Regions from separate parts of the Sus scrofa genome. Here region 2 is linked to region 1. The links are chromatin contacts, called in public Hi-C maps. All regions are on one chromosome and are shown on one strand. Each heading gives the region's core, a stretch centred on a gene start, on an enhancer-like site or on the middle of the called end of the contact. The rest is flanking DNA. Distances are from core to core; before and after follow the strand shown. Region 1 overlaps PLPP1 (phospholipid phosphatase 1). Region 2 overlaps SLC38A9 (sodium-coupled neutral amino acid transporter 9).

The links. Hi-C and Micro-C count contacts between places; a contact is called where the count stands out from the background.
Region 2: a contact with region 1 is called in a Hi-C map of liver, with 4 times the contacts expected there. The contact joins two enhancer-like sites. A contact is called at or near these places in 1 of 47 Hi-C or Micro-C datasets (liver) and 1 of 2 datasets of contacts at active chromatin or transcription factors (skeletal muscle).

What each region holds. Positions count from the first base shown.
Region 1 is chr16:34,633,467-34,639,301 of Sscrofa11.1, reverse strand. PLPP1 (phospholipid phosphatase 1) reads left to right here. Exons shown (of 6, transcript XM_013984779.2): 3 at 5,048-5,328. Among named protein-coding and RNA genes, the nearest start is that of PLPP1, 110 kb to the left of the region's middle. Within about 2 kb of position 4,516, at least 12 of the 83 cell types and tissues checked have an H3K27ac peak or open chromatin away from gene starts, as enhancers often do. A contact at or near this core is called in liver, where this site is marked.
Region 2 is chr16:34,777,584-34,783,912 of Sscrofa11.1, reverse strand. It overlaps SLC38A9 (sodium-coupled neutral amino acid transporter 9), which reads left to right. Exons shown (of 16, transcript XR_002339779.1): 12 at 2,659-2,772; 13 at 4,339-4,487. Among named protein-coding and RNA genes, the nearest start is that of PLPP1, 39 kb to the right of the region's middle. Within about 2 kb of position 4,667, at least 8 of the 83 cell types and tissues checked have an H3K27ac peak or open chromatin away from gene starts, as enhancers often do. A contact at or near this core is called in liver, where this site is marked.

The sequences.
Region 1 (5,835 bases), core at 3,267-5,766:
CTAATCTCCTCCAAGTCATTGTGATTTTGTAGAGTTCTAATTTGCTATTGTTTCAGTAATAATGCAATAGGTAACTATTATATCAATGTATTTCTAGTATACATTATACTTGGATATTGTTTTATAACTTATTGAAACTGTGTCTATGAACCGGCTTCTAGTTACTGAGTTCTGGAAGAGAAAATTTGCTAACTAATGTTAAGACTTCGTTTAACCCACATTTAATTTAAAGAATTTTTTACATAATGGCAGAAATGGGAGATAAACGCTTAAGTTCTATATATATAATTAGCAGCGAACACAAAAGAATTTTTACTGGTACTAAAACACAATAGTTTTCTAGGATTTTGGGTGAGAATGCTTAGAGAATGTGCTCTGGGGAAAAGACTTTAAGTGATTGGACTAGGTGATTGTTATACTCTCTTAACTGAGAGAGTCTATGAATTTAATTAGGTTTATGTTCCATAGCTTGTAACTTCAGAAATTAGAGTTAATGGTAAAAGCAGAAAATATGGTCTCAACCAGGAGATAAGCATATATATCTTGTCTGTTTTGGAGTTTATTAAAAAGCAAAACAAAATTTCCTAATTTAAAAATGTAAACCTCTTACTGCAGAATGATCACAGCTCCTTATTAGCACTGAAAGTTAACTCCTAATTTGCAGTATGTAATTCATAAAACAAAACCTCTGCTATACAGATACTTGTTTCACAAGCCTGAAAGGCAGAGATGGTGCCTTGTTCATCTTGCATCCTCACTGCTTGCTGTGGAGCCTGGCATGTCATAGATGCTGGAATGAAACTGGAGTGATTATGTTGTGACATTGGTGACTCTTCTACTGTATAGTGGAATTTTAAGAAATCAGTGGTCCCTTTAATCGAGACAGATTTTACACTGAGTTTTTACTATTAAAAGAAGTAAATCCATGCCTATGATCTTTGCATTAAGGAAGGAGTAGGAATAGGATCTTCTTAAAAAGAACATGTTTCTGAGAGATTACTAGCTCTTTAAATAGAAACATTTTAGTAGGATTCCTAGGCAGATAGTAGCTGATTTCGGACAAAGATTCAAGTACTCAAACACTGCTGCAAATGTACTTCTCTTTCAGTTCTGCTTGTCTTTGTGTCTAAGAAAGATGCTGCACAAGCAGAAGTATAGACACCTGCTATAGACCAGAGGCCCACAATAAGATAGGGTGCTGGTGCTGGGCACCATGTGGTTGTGTGTAGCCTGCACAGCAAGCAGAGGGCCTGACAGATACTCAGTTATCAAAAAAAATTTTTATAGTGTATTAACTTGGAAGTTTTTATTGTTTCACCATCACCTGCAAGAAGGTTGAATGTAGTTTTCTTGAAAAAGAACAGACTTGTTGAAAAGTGCTATAAAAGTACTATTTTCATATCAATCGAATCAACAAAGACACAGCTTAGGGAAGTGGTTTTATGTACTAATTTAAAATAATTTCTGTTTATTAACTCAGCTTTTTGCAGGTAGCACTTCACTAGACTTGTATATGTTTAATTTTATTTTCTAGAAAGTAAATCATGTCTTTAAAAAAAAAATCAGGATTCTAATTGGGACTTCACACCAGGCCTTTGACATGATTGGCAAATGAACCACAAATATATTAGTAATTGAGGGAGCCTAGTAGAGAATCAGAATTAATATAGTTTCTCAAAAGCCAAAGGGGAATTTCAGTAAGGACCAAATGGTCAGTGATGTCAGATACTACGGAAAAGGTAAGATTTTGGTGATAAAAATCTGGTCTGATGAGACCATTTTGACTTTTTTTGGAGAGAGATTTTGGAGAGAATAAAGGGAATGGAGGTATTTAGAGATATTTTGGAAGGTGAGATTTTAGACTATTCTTTTGGAAAGGATTTTAGACTGTTCTGACTGAAAGACATGTAACTATAGTGACAGTTTACAGGTGTATAAAATCATCTTGGTTGGTGGAGATATGAAGGGAGATAGTGAAAAAATATTGTAGTGCATAGGTTTTAAATGGTTGAATCACACTGATTTAGGTAATTTTTTTTGTCTTTTTAGGGCCGCACCTGCAGCAGATGGAGGCTCCCAGGCTAGGGGTTGAATTGGACCTGCAGCTGCCAGCTGTGCCACAGCAACACAGGATCCAAGCTATGTCTGTGAACTGCACAACAGCTCTGTGGCAATGCTGGATCCTTAACTCACTGAGGGGGGCCAGGGATCAAACCCGCATCCTCATGAATACTAATTGGGTTCATTACCACTGAACCGTAAGAGGAACTCTGCCTAAACATTATCTTTAGTTCCTTAATAATTTATCCTATCTTTAGAATCTGAATAAATAATGCATGACGAGTAGTCCCTGCTCTAAGATTAGGGCACAGTTAGCTTACTTGTGGACTTTACCAGAGGCTGAGTTAGCATAAATGGCTCAAAGGGCAGGATAAGGTAGTAAAATGAAATGAAAATATGGCTCTCATGTATAGGTGAAATGCACAGACATATTCCTGCATTTAATTTAGAACTGATTTAGAACATCTCCATTGTCTATTCTTCTCAATAAAGATGGAGTGCTTAATAAAACATGATGTTAAGTTGATGGCATTTTAGTTTTAGAATCCCCTCCACCCTTCCCCAGTATTAAGAGTTAAGTTTCAGCATATACTGCTTCTGTAGATCAGCTTTTATTCTGTGCCTAGTGCTCTGAATGTTCCTAATGAATTTATTTTTAGTCATCAGTGGCAAAAACCAGGGTTTGAATGGCTCTAAACAGTGATCATTATGACTAGAAAGACTTGCAAAGATCAATACTTCGTTTTGGAAAGTAGTTGAGTGCTTACGCAAGAAGAGCTGACAGCTGAGATGTGGAAGTTTCAACTGCTCAAATTGTAGTTTAGATTAATATATTTGGCATACATTTTATTTATTAGTTTTGTTTTTGTCTTTTTAGGGCTGCACCCATGGCATATGGAAGTTCCCACGCTAGGGGTCAAATCAGAGCTGTAGCTGCTGGCCTACACCACAGCCATAGCAATGCCAGATCCGAGCTTCGTCTGCAGCCTACACTGCAGCTCATGGCAATGCTGGACCCTTAACCCACTGAGTGAGGATTGAACCCGAGTCCTCACGGATACTAATTGGGTTCGTTACTGCTGAACCAAACAGGAACTCCTATTTGGGAGTCGGGGTGTATACACAGATATATTTGCTTTTTAGAGCTGCACTAAGGGCATTTGGAGGTTGAATCAGAGCTGCAGCTGCTGGCCTACACCACAGCCACAGCAATTCGGGGTCTGAGCTGCTTCTGCGACCTACACCAGAGCTCACAGCAATGCCGGATCCCTAGCCCACAGGGCGAGGCCAGAGATCAAACCTGCATCCTCATGAATACTAGTTAGATTCGCTTCTGCTGTGCCACAATGGGAACTCCCTATTTGGTATATGTTTTAAATTATCAAAGATCAACTCCATAACAAAACAGTAGAGAAATCCTTTTTTGCTACTAATCTATCAAGGCAGTTGCTGGAACACCTTAACAGTCCAAGGAAACTCTATATTTTAATACAAGGCCTCTGGTGTGGTCATAGTGGAGGACCCCAAGCACAATTGCAGAGTTATGATATCCCCAGAAGTACAGTTGGTTTTCTTCTCCTGTGAGACCTGTTCTCAGAAATGGTCATTCACATTAAGGATTATAACAAGGAATACATTTCTGTGAGGCTTAATGTGTTAGTTAAACTAAGGGTGTTCACTTTTTACCCAGAAGTAGCACCTTCAGTTGAAATTCATTGACCACCAGCTCTATTTTAGGTCACTGTGACTAAAAATTCAGCTTTCTATCAGTGACTAAAAATTCATTCTTGCTTTTGTAGAGTTCACAGTCTAGTTGTCAAAGTTACAACATTCTAATTTTGGAATTCCAGGAGCCAGTGAGCCAAATGAAGAAAATGTTTGATATCAGGTTCTTGAAATCCCTTTTAGGAGGCAGCCATTTATTTCACCTTTGCTGAGACTCACCCTGAAGACAGTCCTCACTAAATGGAAATGTTCGAATGCTTTGTAAAATTGTTTATGTAAATTTAAGACTAGCGGGTGGAACTCTTAAGTGAAACTTTGTGATTTATATCCATCCCCAATATAAAATAGCAAGGAGATCGTTTTTGTTTAAGAGTTTCTTTTGGTCTCAGGTAGCTAGAGTGTGGCATATTTTATCAGCAGATGTAATTTTTTATAATGTTATTTGATACTTTAAAATTTCTTTGGGTATTGATCTATGAACTTGGAAAGTATTTGGAAGCCTTTTTATGCCTTTAAACTCGTTACACTGCTGTGCGCTCGCATACACACTCAACTAGAATCTGGGAAGGCTGTAACTCCCATTTTACAAGAGTCAGTGAAAAAGAAAGAGGACGGTGTCACTTGAAATGTTTTCTTGGAGAAGAATGTCAAGTGTGTGTTTGGTCTTTTAATGAGACTTGTGAGGGAAGCTGGCCCTGAAGGTTTCCTGGAGAGGCAGGACTGGGAGGCCTTGTCAGCTGATCTCTGCCCTCTGTACCCTTTGGCTTCAGTGTTACATCCCTGCTTTTATTATAGTAGCTTTTTCTCTCTTTGAAACTATTTTACCCTTTTTAACATGATGGATGTTTTTGATTCTAGGACTGTTTGATGAAAATGCAGACTCTGTCAGATACGCTAATTGGTGAAGTTTTTATTCTTTGAACAAACCATGTTTTCTGTCCTCCATGGATATATCATTGTCTACTTATTAAGACTCAGTTTATTTGAATAGAAGAAAAGAAATAAGGTCTTTTGTGTCAAAAAAATGTAGACAAACTATTTTGGCTTAGCTACTACTTTGTAAGGTATCAATTGATCTAACACCTATTTTTGTGGTCTGGAATTAGATATTTTAAGTTGCTCTCCATTTGAAAAGGAAAAAAGAGGAAGGTGTTTTTTAAAACAAATATTTTATTGTGATTTACCATTTTCTTTTCTGTTTTACTTTGTTTAAAGTGCCCGGTTGCTGCTTTAACATATTGTTTTTCTGTTTCTTTTTCAGATGATTGTTGGAGAAACCCTGTCTGTTTACTTTAACCTCTTGCACTCGAATTCCTTTATCAGGAATAACTACATAGCCACTATTTACAAAGCCATTGGAACATTTTTATTTGGTGCAGCTGCTAGTCAGTCCCTGACTGACATTGCCAAGTATTCAATAGGCAGGCTGCGGCCTCACTTCTTGGATGTTTGTGACCCAGACTGGTCAAAAATCAACTGCAGTGATGGTTACATTGAAAACTACATATGTCGAGGGAATGCACAAAAAGTGAAGGAGGGCAGGTGCGTTAAATTTTTAATGCATGTTTTGTCTTGTGTATTCTTGGAATAGAAGGTTTCAGTGATTGGAGGATGAGCCATCCGCTAGCTTAGAGAGGAAGCTAGTGTAATCTCTAGGAGGTGAATCGAGATCATGTTTGATCTATTTTTGCTACTTATTCTTTTTTCCCACTTTATTCCTATACTTAAGAGCATTTAAGCAGCTCTTTTCATTATCAGTGTATAATAATGTAAAAGGAACCTTTTAGATCATGCAGTCCCAGGTCAGGAAGCTTTTTTTTAAGTGCCAGATAGTAAGTATTTTAGACTTTCTGGGCTGTATATTGACCACTATCCAATAACTTTGCCTTTATAGCAGGGAAGAAACAGTCAGAGACAATCCTGAATGAATGGGTGTGGCTGTGTTCCAGTGAAACTTTAATGATTACATAAACAAACTATAACTTGTAGACTGCCCTATGGATTATAGTTTGCTTACTTTTTTTTGCTTTCTATGGCCGCTCCTGTGGC
Region 2 (6,329 bases), core at 3,418-5,917, 140 kb before region 1:
TTAAAACATCATTCCTGTTCAGTAGAGCGTTTTCAGATGAAAACAGATATGCAGCTCTTGACCTAGTTCTACTGAATTTACATTTAGACTACTGTGCAATAGAACTTTTCTGATTATAGTATTTCTCTTACATCTATATGTATGCTTTCTTGTATCATTTGTTACTTATAACTTGTTATCTCTCTTGTTTTTTATTTTTTACTCTTGTCGCTTAACTATGACACAATGTATTAGAAACTGGCTAGCTTTCCATTTTAGTAACTAAGGGCATGCAATTTGAAGCCAGAAAGTCTTTGGTTTGAATATTGACTTTACCAACTACTCACTTTGTAACCATGAACAAGTGTTGTAACCTTGCTGTACTAACGTAACTATAAAATGGGGAAAGGATCATGCCTACATTAAATGAAGTAACATGTAATTTACTTGGCATAGAGCCTAGTACTTGTACTTAGAAGCACTTAATAATTGTAGAGAACGTGGTTGTTTTTGTCTGTATTTAGTGAATTCCTACTATGTGTCAGGTGTTGTCTTGGGTATTGGGGGTATAAATATGAAAAAGACATAGTCTTTGGAGTTCCTGTTGTGGCTTAGTGGGTTAAGATCCCTGGCATCTCTCAGTGGATTGGCATTGCCATGAGCTGTGGTATAGGTCTCAGATGTGGCTTGGATCTGTCATTGCTGTGGCTGTGGCATAGGCCAGCAGCTGCAGCTCCAATTTGACCTCTAGCCTGGGAACTTCCATATGCCGCAGGTGTGGCCCAAAGAAGAAAAGGAAAAAAAAATATATATAGTCCTTGTCCTCAGGGGTCTCATAGACTTGAAGTATGGCCTAACTTAAATATAGAAAAATTAAAATACTAGCATAATAGAACTATTAACCTTATTAACCTTGGCTCACTTGGGGGTGTTGAGGGAATTTTCTTTGTAGTTGAGATTCTCATGTAATGAATATAGATTATTTCATAGTAAAAATTAATGACAGTTAAAATAAAGGTAAAGATGCTATATTTTAGATATATATATAGTGCTGTAAGAACAGAGAAGCAGAAAGGGAAAATTATCTTATAGGGAAACCCTTGCATCTTAGCTTTTTTATCCTCATCCGATCTCCCCGAAAGTTTGCTAAGGTATGTGTTTTTGCAAGAAGCCTGACCAAAATAATGTGCTAATCGGGGGTATAAAGGCTAAAGACTCTCTGTGAAATGGTAGTTGTCGCTCTTTATTCTGGCTCAGCTGTTTTGGCCTTCCCAGACTTTACGTTTTGTAAGACTTCTCTGTTCTTGAGTGACATCGAGTAGATTGAGGGTTGAATGACTTTAGGATTACCTGGTTCATTTCTCTTCATCCTACATAAGACCAACAGGCAACCCAAGGAGTAACTGAAGTCTAGCCTGAGATGGTTCCTTGAGCTTCATGAACTAGAGGAAAGGCTTTGAAACCTCCTTGGAGGTTTCATCAGTCTCTCTCTCTTCCTATATCTCCATAGGCCTATCCACCATCTAATTTAGGGTTTGAAGGTCCCTGTTTTGTTTTCAAACTGATTGTCAACTTAGATCTGACCTTTGGATTTCTCACTGTTTGTTATTTGCTTTTTAAGTGAATTTATCAACATTCAGGTTTATAACTCTACTGTTGTTTTAGCCCATTTAAGGAGGAACGTTTTCCCCCAAATCAGAAATATTTCCTAATACCAGATGTCTAGTTTTCTTATTGTAGTGTCAAACAAAGGCAAAATTGTATATAATTTTTTTCTTATCTGTTTTCTTTGCTTCAAAGTAATTTGTGTTTAAAATGAAAAATGAATAGGCTTATTGCCATAATTTAGTTGTGCTGAATTGTTTGGCCATAGCTTTAGTGATGATGGAGTCCAGATTTATGAGCTGTGGGATCTGCTCTGTTTGGATCTGACAGCTGGCTGCATTAAATATCTTGGAGCTCTTAACTTTGCGGGGGGATGGGAGGTAGGGAGGGTGGGAACAGCAGTGGAAGAAAGCAGTCCACTTTATTTAATGTTCTGCATTTGTTTACTGGTTCCAATCATAACATTGTGCAGCTGTTTGAACAGCTGTCTTTTGATTTCCTTTTGTTTACTGTTTAGGTCTAGTAAGCTTGTCTTTAGTACCTGCTTACTGTGTACTCTTTAGCTTTCCCTCTTTATTAAAATATTTTAATATATACCTCTCTCATTTGTTCTAGGCATGCTTTGATTTAACAAGTTAATTCACTAAAGTAAAAAAATTTTTAACTCCATAGGTCATATGGAAATTCACCTATTCTTGATTTCTTTTTGTCCCTTAGCTTTATTTCAGTTAAATATCTTATTATTTGGTAAATAAATTACATTTTGAAATTAAGTCAGAATTTCAATCATGTTAAATCACCACTTATGTTAACTTCCTAAGTCTGCCAGTAGGTAGCTTAGTCTACATACTCCAGGATAGTTAAAAAGAAACTGTCAGGCTAACTGTTAAGTATGTGAATTTTGTTTTAACAACTTTCTCCTAACAGACTGCACACCTAGCAGGTACATACACATACACATATAGATACACCCAGAGACCAAAAGATAAATCTTGATAATTATTTCCTTATTCAAGCATGCTTACTTATTAAAAATGTATTCAACATTGTGGGAATTTTATTCTCTCTTTATAGGTGAGAGACTTGTCCATTGCTTATATGCTGGTGACATTAACCTATCTCTATATTGGAGTCCTGGTTTTTGCCTCATTTCCTTCACCACCTTTATCCAAAGATTGTATAGAGCAGGTAAGGCACTGTGCATCTTCTCTGCGTGACTGCTACATAAGCAGTGTGATCCAGTAGCAAAATGTAATGCCATACAGGCCTGGGTTTGAATACCATCTCTACTATTTACCATACATGTGAGAATTTAGGCACCTTCCGCTTCCTTTCTGAGCTTCAGTTTCCTCTCCCATTAAATAGTATAATGCATAATCCACAGATTTTTAAATGGACTTTCTGAGAAAACTTACTGCATTCTCGCACCTTGCGGTACTCAAGTAAATGATTCCTATTATATGCATAGTATTTTTGTGTGTGTGGAGAATCGTTACTAGTAGTAGTCTTAAATTTATAAGCCTTCCACAGAGAATATATTCAATTCCCTTATTTTCCAAAGTCCAGATCTTGAGATGTCCTGAATAAACTGGTGTCTTAGTCCGTCAGTCCCTAATAATAGGTCTGACACTCATTTTGGTACTGTGTGACAAGCAGCAAAGCGAAGGACTGACTATTTGTTAGAGGAAGAGACAGAAAAAATAAAAGAAACATTATTTTACTACAAGATTGCCATAAATATATTTTCCTTGATTCAACTGATCATAAACTTAGGAATAGTATAGTCTCTAGTTTAATGTAACTGAAGAATTTCTCACACAAAAAAAATAGCATTCACAGGTGATTTTCTTTCTAGTCAGAAGAAATTCCTCTAATGGATTGTAGTGGAGTATATAATGCAATTTATTACAGATGAATTATGAAGGTTATTTCAGCATAATAGTGTTAATAATGTTCTCATCTTTTTAAGACAAATAGGCTTGAGTTACTGCTGTTATGATAGCTTGAAATGTGCTCTTGATTTCCTTGATTCCAGAAGTTCTTTGGCAGCAAAATGTTTGCTGAAAATTCCCCTGCTGTGAACAATCCCATATAAAGTCCACTCGCTTGGGAATAAGAATATCTGTGGTATTTGTATTTGAAAGGAAAAAAAAAAAAAAACCTGAGTAGCTTTTTTTTCTTAGATGCCAAACGAAAATATAGAAAAGAATCATGAAAGGAAGTAGAAATAAGTTCTTTTTTATTTATTGATAAACTATACATAATGATGATACTTGATGATAGGTATACTCTTACCTTATTCTGTATTCTTTACTTTGAAAGTGTTACAATGCTTCAGAAAGGGAAAAGCAAGAGAACTATTAAGAATAAAATGCATGGAATTAGCCATTTAAATTTACTAAAACGAATTTATCCTTGAACCCTATAGAGCAGTACTTCTCAAACTACCAGTGTTGGAAAATAGGATCCTCTTTGTTGTTGTTATTTCAGTGTCAAATCAATTGCAGAATAATACGTTTGTCAAATAGAATGAAAATGTGGCAATGTCAGATTTCTCTAAGTTGCCGGGCATTTGCTTTCAATATATGTACTTAGCTCATTGAAGAATAAAGGTTAACAGTTTGTGGATGGGCGCCAATATACAAACCATTTGATGGAACCTATGTTCAAAATAAGCAAAAAAAATTCAATTTTATAGATTTGTATGTATTAAATTTGGTTTGTAACATTACTTTATTATCTTTCTTGGATCAGAATTTTTTAGACAACTTCCCTAGCAGTGACATCCTGTCCTTCATTGCAAGGATATTCCTGCTGTTCCAGATGATGACTGTGTACCCACTCCTAGGCTACTTGGCTCGTGTCCAGCTATTGGGCCATATCTTCGGTGACATTTATCCTAGGTAAGGGCTCTTCTCTTGACCAGCAAGATGTGCCAAGCAACAAATGACTGTGCAAACAGGTCAGTTTAAAATGTGACTGATCCTTTTGCTATAAAAATTTGCCTAATGAAAAGAGTTACTAAGGATAGATCATTGGTGTTCTTTTCCCAGAAGAGCTTTAAAAATAGAAGCCACTCCCTTGTCCAGAATGGTTTAAAGTTAGTTCCTTCCAGTATAGTTATCTTAGCTCTGATACCAGTTATATTTATCTTATGATTGAGCTGCTATTAATCTACTCTTTGCCAATAAGTTAATAGTGTATAATGCCTGTGTTAGCCATGTATGGCTAATGAGAAGTAACTATTTTAATATTGGTTATTGGTATTTACTTGTAAATTTATTAACATTCATGCATTTTTACCTAAATGATAATTGTTTGATTAAAGATGAGGTACATAACAAATATAAATTCTTATTTGCTTCTGTCACTATTACTGTTACTTACACTGTCACTTTTTAATTTCTTATTGGTTGTAGAAGAGTTGTGAGTCCTTGTGAAAATCTGTTCAAATGTAGTCACCCTCGTCCAAAGAGACTTTTTTATATACAGCTTGGAGGATTCCCTAAAACTTCCTTGTGGACCCCTGGTTAACTCCTACTCTTACCTTAAGTTTCATTATAGATTCGTTCCAGTAAAAAGTACCTAGTCCTAACCTGTTTTGGGGGGAGTAAATGATCTTAAGTGAAGAAAACTTTTGGATAAAATTTGAAAAAAATTGCATTTATAGTAACCAGCTAAACAAGTGGTTTTAACCAGTTTAAAGTGAGCTGATGTAATCTTTCCCCTCATTAAATAATTAGTTATAAATATGTATGTTTAAAAACAAAAAACTTTTAAAAGCAAAAGCAAGGGTTAGCAGGCCTAGCCCAGGGGGGAGAGGGAGGGAGTGGGAGGATGGGGAGCTGGGGGTTATTGGATACAACTTGGAATGGATTTACAAGGAGATCCTGCTGAGTAGCATTGAGAACTATCTCTAGATACTTAGATTGCAACAGAACAAAGGATGAGGAAAAAAATGTATACATATAAGTGTAACTTGGTCCCCATGCTGTACACCGGGGAAAAAAAAATAAACTAAAATTAAAAAAAAAAAAGAGTTAGCAGGCCTCTAGCATGGACAGTATTAGCAGCTACAGTTCTCACATTGGATTTCAATAAATGTAAGATTCCTGTTGTGTTTATACAACCTGCTCTATTTATGTTCACCAAATAAAATATAGTGAAGTCATAGATGAAAAAAATTTTAAGTAAATGTATTATTCCTGTTTTATGCCATCATTTTGCATAATGTTGACTCTTAGAATGTTTGTTCTTCTTGGAAAAGTCTGGACTTTCCCTTCTGTGTTCACATTATGTTTCTTCCCCTACTACCAAGAACACATTGTCATGTATCCTACAGTTATAAGTACTCTACAAACTGCACACTTTGGAGCATACTTTTCAGTCTCAGGACCCCCTTCATTCTCTTAAGATTCATTTGAGGTCCTGCAGGAACTTTAGTTTATGTGGGTTATATCCAGCAATATTTAATATTGTAAAAAATTAAAACAGAATTTTAGAAATATTTATTAATTTATTTAAAAGACAGTGATAAAACCTTTACTTGTTAACATAAATAACATTTTTAAAAATTTATTTCCAAAAAATCTTTTCTTTTACATTTAAAAACTCTTTTAATGTCTGATCTGCTAGTAGATAATTGGATTCTTGTATCTTCTTCTGCATTCAGTCTGTTGTAATATGTTGTTTTTATTTAAATATGTGAACAGAATCCACCCTCCCAGAGACACATAGTTGGAACA